Linked DNA regions of Mus musculus: regions 1 and 2 are each linked to region 3. The links are chromatin contacts, called in public ChIA-PET maps. All regions are on one chromosome and are shown on one strand. Each heading gives the region's core, a stretch centred on a gene start, on an enhancer-like site or on the middle of the called end of the contact. The rest is flanking DNA. Distances are from core to core; before and after follow the strand shown.

Region 1 (3,179 bases), core at 550-3,049, 630 kb before region 3:
AAAAAAGGGGGGGGGGCTGGCGACATGGCTCAGTGGGTAAGAGCACTGACTGCTCCTCCAAAGGTCCTGAGTTCAAATCCCAGCAACCACATGGTGGCTCACAACTACCCGTAATGAGAGCTGATGCCCTCTCCTGGTGCATCTGAAGACAGCTACAGTGTACTTATGTATAATAATAAATCTTAAAAAAAAAGGAGGGGGCTGGAGAGATGGCTCAGCAGTTAAGAGCTCTAACTGCTCTTCCAGAGGTCCTGAGTTCAATTCCCAGCAACCACATGGTAGCTCACAAGCATCTGTAATGGGATCCGATGCCCTCCTCTGGTGTACTGAAGACAACAATAGGGTACTCATATACATAAGTATTTAAAAAACAAGGAAAAAAATGAACTATTGAGATGAGGACTATTCGATTGCTCCAGCTCCAGGTCCTCTAGCTGCTCCTCGAAGAGGTTTCACCCCAGATCTCAGGCTGCTGTCTAAGTGGATGATGAAAGGTCAACTTTAGGCTAGGACATATGGCAGCTATAAGAAATTTGTCAGCATCTGGCAGTTCTGAACCTGGGACCATTACTAATAGGAAATGAAAAAGATATTGTGTCAATTTCTATTTATTTAGCAACGAAAATAAACAGTAATGGTTGTCACTTTTAAAACCTTTTACAGTAGAAGTTGGCATTTGAAAATACTGGTACTGAAACTGTTGGGGGCGGGGGGCACTGCAGAGATGGCTCAGTGGTTAAGAGCATTTGTTGCTCTTGAAGAAAGCTGGATGGAGTTCAGTTTCCAGCAACCACTTTGGGGCAGCTCATAACCGCCCATACCTTTAGCTCCAGGGAATCTGACACCGTCTTCTGACTTCCTCAGACACCCACACACGTGTGTGTATCCACATACAGCCACAAATAAAGGCGGGATGACCGCCTGGCATCCCGGCCTTCACTCTGCCGCTGAGGGCACAGAGATAAGTTATGGTCCTTAACCTGCAGTCACCCAGGATTCATGGAAGGACAGCCCTTCACAGAAGCAGGAGCTATCTCCAGAGAAACACCTAGTCCCCTTCAGGTCTCAAATGAGCGGAGACAAAGATGGGCGGGGCCCACCTTACATTAGGCTGCTGTGTTTAAGCTTTTTTTTTTTTTGGTCTGGCCTTCCTCTATTTAAGCCTAAAGCTCCTGTCCAAAGATCAATTGGGGTAGGAGTGTCCTAGACCCTTCATCTGTCCCGCTTCTACGGTGCCCGCACTGACGAAATCTCTCTCGGCTTTTTCCTACTAACCAACCATCGATGTCCTGAGACTAGCGGGGGGACGGCCCTAAAGACTGGAATTTTGGGACTTCACTGTGAACACGGGGGCGTGGGACAGGCAGGCGAAGAGTAAATAGATTGAGACCCCACTTTCCAAGACTCGGGAAAGCCCAGCCATGGCTGAAGGGCGGGAACCCACAACCAAGAAGCCAGCGTCCCAAGTCCTAAGGTGGGTCGGCCATGACGCCCCAAGTCCTGAGGTGAGTCGGTCAGGCCGCCGCGAGGGCAGATGGGAAGCGAGGGGACCCAGGACACCCAGGACACCGGACAGCACCGGGATCGGGCCGCAGACACCAGCTACGGAGGCCTTCCCTGCGGCTGGTACTGGTTGGCTGTAGCCAGCGTCGGCCGGAACGCTCACCATTTCCGAATTTCTGCTGTCCCGCATCGTCGTCGTCTGCACCTCATAAGGACGCTAGCTACAGCGGAGCCACCATACACAACTGTGAGCCAGACATAGAACCTGAAGAAACGGAACCTGAACAAGAACTAAACAGTGAAAAGAACCAAACACCGCGAGAGTAAAGCATCCTGCCCCGCCCCTCCGCTCGAGCTGCGGCCTGATTGGACAATTCCACTCTGATAGACGAAGGGTTTGGACACGCCCCCAATCCTTGAGTGATTAGGGATGTAATCTAACCTTTGACAGAGAGATACTTACGGGACAAGATTTGTTTGCACTCTAGCAATGGCCCTGCCAGGACAGGACACACTTGTACTTTACCTACAGAAACATATCCATGGAACAATAACATATAGATAGATAGATAGAGAGAGAGATAGAGATAGAGATAGATAGATAGATAGATAGATAGATAGATAGATAGATAGATAGATATACACATATACATACACACACACACATATGCTATTTACAACTGGAAATTCCTAACATGACAATTATTTGAAATTTTTATTGTGAATACATTGAGACAGGGAGGGTCTCGTGTAGCTTGCCTCAAATACAGTTCAGGCCAGCCTTGAACCCCCGGATCTGCTTGCCTCCATCTTTGGAGTGCTAGAAGGACATGTGTGCTATTATGCATCACTGGGGATCCTGCTAAGGACTTCTTGTATTCTAAACAAGGACTCTGCCAACTGAGCCAGAGCCCTCATTTTTAAAAATTTAGATGTCATAATCTTCCTAGCTTGAGGACTGTAATGGCTATTGTTGGTTGTCACCTTGGCTACGTCTAGAATCAACTAAAACCCGAGAGGCTGGGAATGCTTGTGAGCGATTTTTCTTGACTGGATCATCTGAGGTTAGAGGACCTACTCTAACCCTGAAGCACACCTTCATGACAGGCTATATGATGCAATGTGGAAGAAGGAAGCTCCTGCTCCTTACCTGCTTGTCTCCCCTCCCATTGGCAAGTCTGTCTCCCCTGCCACCAAAGCATGCCTTTGCTGCTATTAGAATCTACTTCTTTAGGGTTCCAGTGTCTACTGAGGACCAACAGAGACATCCGTCCCCATGGGTTGCCCACAGCTCTCTGTTGGGGGACAGCTAGTATCGAACTAGCTGAACCACAGCCTGTAAAGCACTCTAATAAATTATATATATACTATCAGCTCTGTTCATCTAGAGAGCTCTGGCCAAAACAAGGAGCTAGCCTGAGCTTTAAAAGGGAAGGCACTCCTCTAAGATAGCAATGTTGAATAGAAGTTTTGTTTGTTTGGTTTTTTTTTTTTTTTTTTTTTTTTTTTGGTTTTTCGAGACAGGGTTTCTCTGTGTAATGTTGGCTGTCCTGGAACTCACTCTGTAGACCAGGCTGGCCTTGAACTCAGAAATCCGCCTGCCTCTGCCTCCCAAGTGCTGGGACTAAAGGCATGCGCCCCCACTGCCCAGCTTCGAATAGAAGTTAATGAAGGGC
Region 2 (3,044 bases), core at 533-3,032, 900 kb before region 3:
TTACTCCATTACTTGACATTCTGGGTGTCACTAGAATAGGTGATTATACAAGGATGCACAGGCCTTAGAACCGTTCTAGACATTTGTCCCGTGACCTCCCAGACCCATAGTCCACCTCCTCCTTAGCGTCACCTAGTATGCATTCTGTGATCTGACCATGCAGCTCGACCTTCCGTGTCCTAAGCATACCTGGCCTGGTTAAAGGTGAAGGCCCAGAAGCTGCTCCCTGGCTTTCTGGAGACCTTTCCTAGGAGACGGCTAGTATGCTCTTCTTTTGCTGTGGCCCACATGACTGACCGATGCTCCCTTATTGTTGCAGATTTTGTTGTTTACTGGAAAAAAACATTTCTAATTGTGTGCCTCAGCCTTAGTACACACCTTTAATCCCAATGAAGGTAAACTTAGTTAGAAAGAAGCACCCATGTTTGAAAGTGATTTCCAGTGACTCAGGGAGATTTGACAGAATAGGATATGCCTATCTCTCATGAGAACAGAGAGGAAAGAAGTGACTTAGGGGAAAGAATAGGAGAGGGCAGTTTACTGGGACCATTGTACAGAGACAGGTTGCAGAGAAAGAACAAACTAGCCAGGTGAAGACAGAACGAGCCAGAAAATGAGCCAGAGATTAGAACATAATACCAAAGGTCGTATGAGGCCAAGCAGAGCAATTCGGGGGAAGCTGGAAGAAGCCAATTTGAATCATTCAGTGTGGAGGAGTCTGAGCCAGAATAGCTGAGTTGACCACCCAGCTAGATAGAGTTCAGAAGAGCATTAAAGGGTGAGCTTATTCAGCAATAGGTCTCAGAGGTTGAAAACATTCTAGGCCAAGATAAGATTGTATGGAGGCTAGAAGCTTCCAGGACAAGGCCTGGGTTAGCAGACAGAGGCGGTAAGCTTCAGAAATGACAATTACATCAGGCAAATAAAGGATACGTTTCCACTTTATTGTGCAGCTCCCCTTGGGACCATCCATTCATCCCGAGTATGATCTTGTTCTGAGGAATCTGTCCCAACTGTGTCCTCTAAAGCCAGGCCATGACCTCAGGGCTCATACCAAGAGCCTCACAAGCTGTGGCAGGTACTCAACGTGTTCAGGATGAAGACATAAAAATGAGGCTGTCTTGGTCTATTTGGGATGCTAGAGAGTTCCAGGATGGGTATTTTTTCAGACTAGGGATGAAACCCAAGACCATCATGTTAAGCAAGTGATCTGTCATTAAGATGTAGCTCAGTTTCTGTTCATTTTGAGGCGCAGCCTCAGTAAATTGCCCAGTAAAGCTTCACCTGCAGAGAACACAGATCGCTCTGGTTTAGGGATGCTTTGGCTTTCATGTCACATACGCATATTCTGTCACCCAGAGCATGGAAGAGTGAATCCATGTTTCTTTGGTGACTTTATCTGTCCCTCTGTTCCGTGAAGGTTTGCCATTATTTAACTTAGTTTCAACAGTGACCCGGGACCTTTGGAGTTAGCATTCTTGGCTTTCCAGAAAGCAAGGGGCCGGCCCCTCCTGGTGTCACTAAGGTTTTGTAGTGTCCCCTTCCACCGAGATTCCTTCACACGAGAGTTATCAGGTGGGATAGCACAGCCGCCTTTTTGAGGAGCTATTGCGCAGGCGCACGTGGCACTAGGATGAAGGATGCGCCAGAGAAGCCCTGAACGCCCTTTAGAAAGAGGATCTTGATTGATAAGGCCCTCGGATACGCAGTGCGCAGGCGCACGGGCACGTTAGCGAGAGCGCAGGCGCGCGCGGGGGCGCGAGAGTGACGTCACGGCGTGCGTCCGGAGTGCTGCGGGAAGTCCGACTAGAGACCGCGGGTACTGAAGGCTGTGCAGTGGCTCCAGCGCCATGTTCGGCTCCAATCGCGGTGGCGTGCGTGGCGGACAAGACCAGTTCAATTGGGAGGACGTGAAGACTGACAAGCAGAGGGAGAACTACTTGGGCAACTCGCTGATGGCGCCAGTAGGCCGCTGGCAGAAGGGCCGCGACCTCACCTGGTACGCGAAGGACCGCGCGCCGTGTACCGGCCCGAGCCGTGAGGAAGAGCTGGCAGCCGTGCGCGAGGCGGAGCGTGAGGCGCTGCTGGCCGCACTGTAAGTGCCTGGTCTGCGGGGCGACCGCAAGCCCCGAGGGCGGGATCTGGGTGGCCCTGGGGCGGGGCTGGATGTGGGCGGGGCACAGGAAAGAAGGGGACCGAGGGGCCAGACCCTTGATGAGCATTCCTGACCTTTGCTCGCAGTGGTTACAAGAACGTGAGGAAACAGCCCACCGGCCTGAGCAAGGAGGTGAGTCTGAGATATGGGTTCGAGGTCCGCGGGGTGGTTGGGGGGGGGTGGGGGGGTCCGTCTGTCTCGGCCTAGAACCTCCTATCTTACCCTGCTTTCGCAGGACTTCGTGGAGATCTGCAAACGGGAAGGAGGAGACCCCGAGGAGAAGGGCGTGGACCGGCTCCTGGGCTTGGGCAGCGCCAGGTTAGGCTAGTTGGGGAGTCCAGGGTAGGCCTGGGCGGTGATTGAGAACTGTCCTCAAATGCTCTGTCCCCTGCAGTGGCTCCGCGGGCCGTGTGGCGCTATCCCGAGAAGACAAAGAGGCTGCCAAACTTGGGCTGTCAGTGTTCACGGTAAACCCTGTCAAGCCCAATGCACAGGATCCTGGGGTTTAGAGGTGTCTGAGATGTGGGGCAGGATTCCCTGGGTGTTCCTCACCACGGCTACTCATGTCATACAGCACCACCGTGTGGACAGCGAAGGCCCAAGCACTGCCCCAACTGCTCCCAGGAAGAAGCCTCGCGCTGAGGACAAGGTCGAACCGGAGTAAGTTGAGTCTGCCTCCCTGTGCATAAAGGGGCAGACTGCCTTAGCTCTCTTAGTTTGACTGAAGTAGGCGGACCTCCATCTCTGGGCTGGAGTCTCAGTAGCTGCCATAGGTGACCCAGCAGGGTGACGCTCAGGACCATGATACTGGCCAGTTTGGTGGGAGGTGCTTGTGGGGTGGGCGGCACACAACTTTCTTTAATCCCAGCATTTGGTAGACAGCAGGCTG
Region 3 (3,130 bases), core at 274-2,773:
GCTTGGCTTATGGGAATAAAGATGCCATGCTCAGAAACCAGGTCTGGAGTCACAGTTGAAAGCAGGCCTGAAACAACACAGTGCCCACTTGCCCTCCTCTCCGCTTATAATTTGTGTTTCCCGCCAGGCAGTAAGGAGGACCTAGGGTGGGTCTCGGCTTTGTCAGTATAAGTGAAGGACCTTCATAGATGTGGTGGGCTAGGAGAGAAGCAGTCAGGATGTATAGGATGAGGCAGAAGGGGTGAAGTGTCTGTTACAAGAAGACAAAGGTGCTGAACTTAGCACAACGCTCACACTCCTGATGAAGAAACAGGACTGAAAGGGTGACTGACTCACTTGTGTCAAGTCACCTGGGGACTTGGGTGCTTTGACCTGATGAATGGCTCAGACTTCGACGAAGCAGGTAACTCATGCCACCCTGAGGAGGGGAGCAGAAGCCTTGGGGTAGCCACGGCTCATGGGGCTGTCTATAAGTTAATCGGTTCATTTACAAATCCATTCAAAATTCTTTTACTTAAAATCTGTTGGTGGCTTACTTCCCACAGCACTAAGGAGGCTGCCTTTAGGCTCTTTGTAGTCCTACAGGCCCTGACCTTGGATTAAAATTCAGCATGCTTTTTTTTTTTTTTTTTGGTTTTCCGAGACAGGGTTTCTCAGTGTAGCCCTGGCTGTCCTGGAACTCACTCTGTAGACCAGGCTGGCCTGGAACTCAGACATCCGCCTGCCTCTGCCTCCCAAGTGCTGGGATTAAAGGCGTGTGCCACCACTGCCTGGCTAACATGCCCACTTCTTATCCCATTGGGTATGTATGGCCTCCTTACACTTGTGCTTATTCATCAAGAGCACTCCTGCCTCGGGGCACCCACACTTGTCTTTTCCTCTCAAAGAATGCTCTTCCATGCGCTGCTGGTGCAGGCTCCTTCCTGCTCTTCAGCGATTTGTTCAGACAGGCCTTCTCTCACTCGCAGCTAAATCCATCACTGCACCTGCTGATTTTCTTCCTAGCACTTATTTCGCTCTAAAATTATCTTCGTTATGGACCTGATCATTGTTGGCTGTCTGAGTCTCCCCTACACAATGCCAGCTCCTTGACAGGCAGGAACCGCACTGCTTCGGTACCCAACAAGGTGCCACATGTGCCGTGACTACATTTTTTACATCTAACTTGAGGAAATTTGAAACGGATTCTCCAACCAAAGAAACAGTCACAGGTGAGGGCCACATGGTGGTGGAATGAGCGGGGGACGGGGAGAGGCCTGGCCCAAGTCTAAGTCCAAAATCCTCAGCGAGTGATGAGCAGACCATGTCCTGTGGCTGTCCCCAGGCCTTTCTCGCCGGGCTGCACCTTCAGGCCCTCTGCCAAGCCCCTGCCCCCAGACAGACATGGGGCGTGCAGTGGGGCGCGCGGGCGCCAGGGGGCGCTGTCGGGGCGCGAACGGCCCACCTGGCACCCGAGGCCACGAGCGAGAGCTGCCTGGCCGCCCGGGAACTTTTTTCCTCGCGCTCTCGCTCTCCTGCTCCCCCCGCACGTCGCCCGCCCGCCCGCCGCTCTTCCTGTGTGGAGGGGATCGCATTTCTCTCGGGCTCCCGCGGGCATCAGGCAGGCCCGGCAGGGTGCGCGGTCAGGGCCCGCTACGCGCGCCGCCGGCTCCCGGCGCCCCGGTGCCACCCCCGCTCGCGCCTGGGCTCGGACAGGCCGCTTGCAGAGCCAGGCGGTGGTGGCGGTGGTGGCGGCGGTGGCCAGGGTAGCTGGCTGCCTTGTCGAGGTCCGAGGAAGGGGCCCCGCGGCCCACCCTCTTTCCCGCCCGGGCGGCCGTCGTGCCGGACACCCATGGGCGCGCGGGCCTCCGGGCCGCGAAGTCGCAGCGCCGGACGCCGGGCCCCGGAGTGACCGCGGGCTCCGAGGTGAGCGGGGAGCCCGGCGCGGGGACAAGGACCTGGGCGGGGGCGGCGCGAGGCGTGGGGACCCAGCGGGCAGGGGTCCGGGCGGGGGCCGAGCGCGCGTGGGGCGCGGACGCGGGGTCGCGCGGCCTGGCTTTGTGTGGCGCCGGCGTGAGGCCGCTGGTGGCCGTGTAGGAGCTGCATGAGGGGATTCTGGAGAGTCGGTGGCCCGCCGGGCGCCGGTGCTGGGACCTGAGGCCCAGTGTCACCGAGTGTGGGGCGGGGACGTGGGGCGGTGCAGCGAGGGCCCGAGGGAGCTTTGTGAGTGCGTTCTGGGTGGGGACGGGGAGCCGGAGGCTCGGGGTGTAGCCTGCTCCCGGGTGTCCGGACTGCGAGGGCCGCTCGTGGTGACACAGGACGCGGCGGTCGCCGCGTGTCCCCGCCTGGGCCTGTGCGCAGGCCCCGCACTGACCAGGAAACGGTCCCCGCGACCCAGGAGTCCCTTCGTGGCCAGGCCCTGGGCGCACGGGCCTTTTGGGGTGACGCCACCGGCTGGAGCCCGGGACACGCGAGCTTGGTGCCCTTCCGAAAGCGGCGCGGCGGCCAGGCCCGTGGGCCCTTTCGAGGCCGAGTCCCACGCCTTTTGGAGGCAAGAAGACCTGTGGGGGGGGGATACTGGGCCGAGCGCGGCAGGGGCGAGGGCTTGGCAGGGCTGGGAGGTGACATTTGGAGCTCTGGTCACAACTGGAGGCCTTCAAGGAGGAGCAGAGGGGAAGCGAAACACAAGGCAGGCTCCAGGTCGCGGCGGCCCCAGTTTCCCGGGGCGCCCGTTTTTCCCAGCGACCAGCTAGCTAGCTCCTCTTGGGGCTCCCGGTCGCTCATTCACACAGCAGGGCGGGAGTGCAGCCAGGAGCTGTGCCTGCGTCCCGGGAACCCAGGACCTGAGGACTCTGAATGGATTAAACCCGAGCGTCTTACGCTCCGAAGGACTGGGGACGTGAGGCTGCGTGCCTGCACGGCGAGCCCAGGCCGGCGCGTCCCAGCCCCACCGCACGCACTCCCGCAGCGCTTGTGTCGCGGTTCGAGCGGGGCCCCGCGCCCCCTCCCACCCCCTTTTCCAACGGCAGTGCTGTGTTGAGAATTCAAGGGCATTACATCTGGTTGCAATCTAGTTTCATGCGGCTGCTGGGCTGTTAAGACCTCGAGCTGACGTCAGAGCAGGGGAATTACTTCTTTTTATTTTATCTTT

Evidence for each region. ChIA-PET counts read pairs in DNA pulled down with a chosen protein or histone mark.
Region 1: a contact with region 3 is called in an RNA polymerase II ChIA-PET map of memory CD8 T cells, with 10 read pairs. The contact joins the promoter of Zfp867 here to the promoter of Rai1 in region 3. A contact is called at or near these places in 1 of 39 promoter capture datasets (embryonic stem cells) and 2 of 115 datasets of contacts at active chromatin or transcription factors (extraembryonic endoderm stem cells and memory CD8 T cells).
Region 2: a contact with region 3 is called in an RNA polymerase II ChIA-PET map of memory CD8 T cells, with 11 read pairs. The contact joins the promoter of 2310033P09Rik here to the promoter of Rai1 in region 3. A contact is called at or near these places in 1 of 39 promoter capture datasets (pre-B cells), 1 of 484 Hi-C or Micro-C datasets (CD4 T cells) and 3 of 115 datasets of contacts at active chromatin or transcription factors (effector CD8 T cells, memory CD8 T cells and pancreatic cancer cells).

Annotation. Positions count from the first base shown.
Region 1 is chr11:59,470,675-59,473,853 of GRCm38.p6, forward strand. It overlaps Zfp867 (zinc finger protein 867), which reads right to left and starts at 1,800. Exons shown (of 4, transcript NM_178417.3): 1 at 1,667-1,800. The coding sequence starts at 1,693.
Region 2 is chr11:59,206,579-59,209,622 of GRCm38.p6, forward strand. It overlaps 2310033P09Rik (RIKEN cDNA 2310033P09 gene), which reads left to right and starts at 1,783. Exons shown (of 7, transcript NM_024210.2): 1 at 1,783-2,095; 2 at 2,242-2,287; 3 at 2,391-2,473; 4 at 2,550-2,622; 5 at 2,730-2,815. The coding sequence starts at 1,851.
Region 3 is chr11:60,103,490-60,106,619 of GRCm38.p6, forward strand. Rai1 (retinoic acid induced 1) reads left to right here and starts at 1,524. Exons shown (of 6, transcript NM_009021.2): 1 at 1,524-1,905.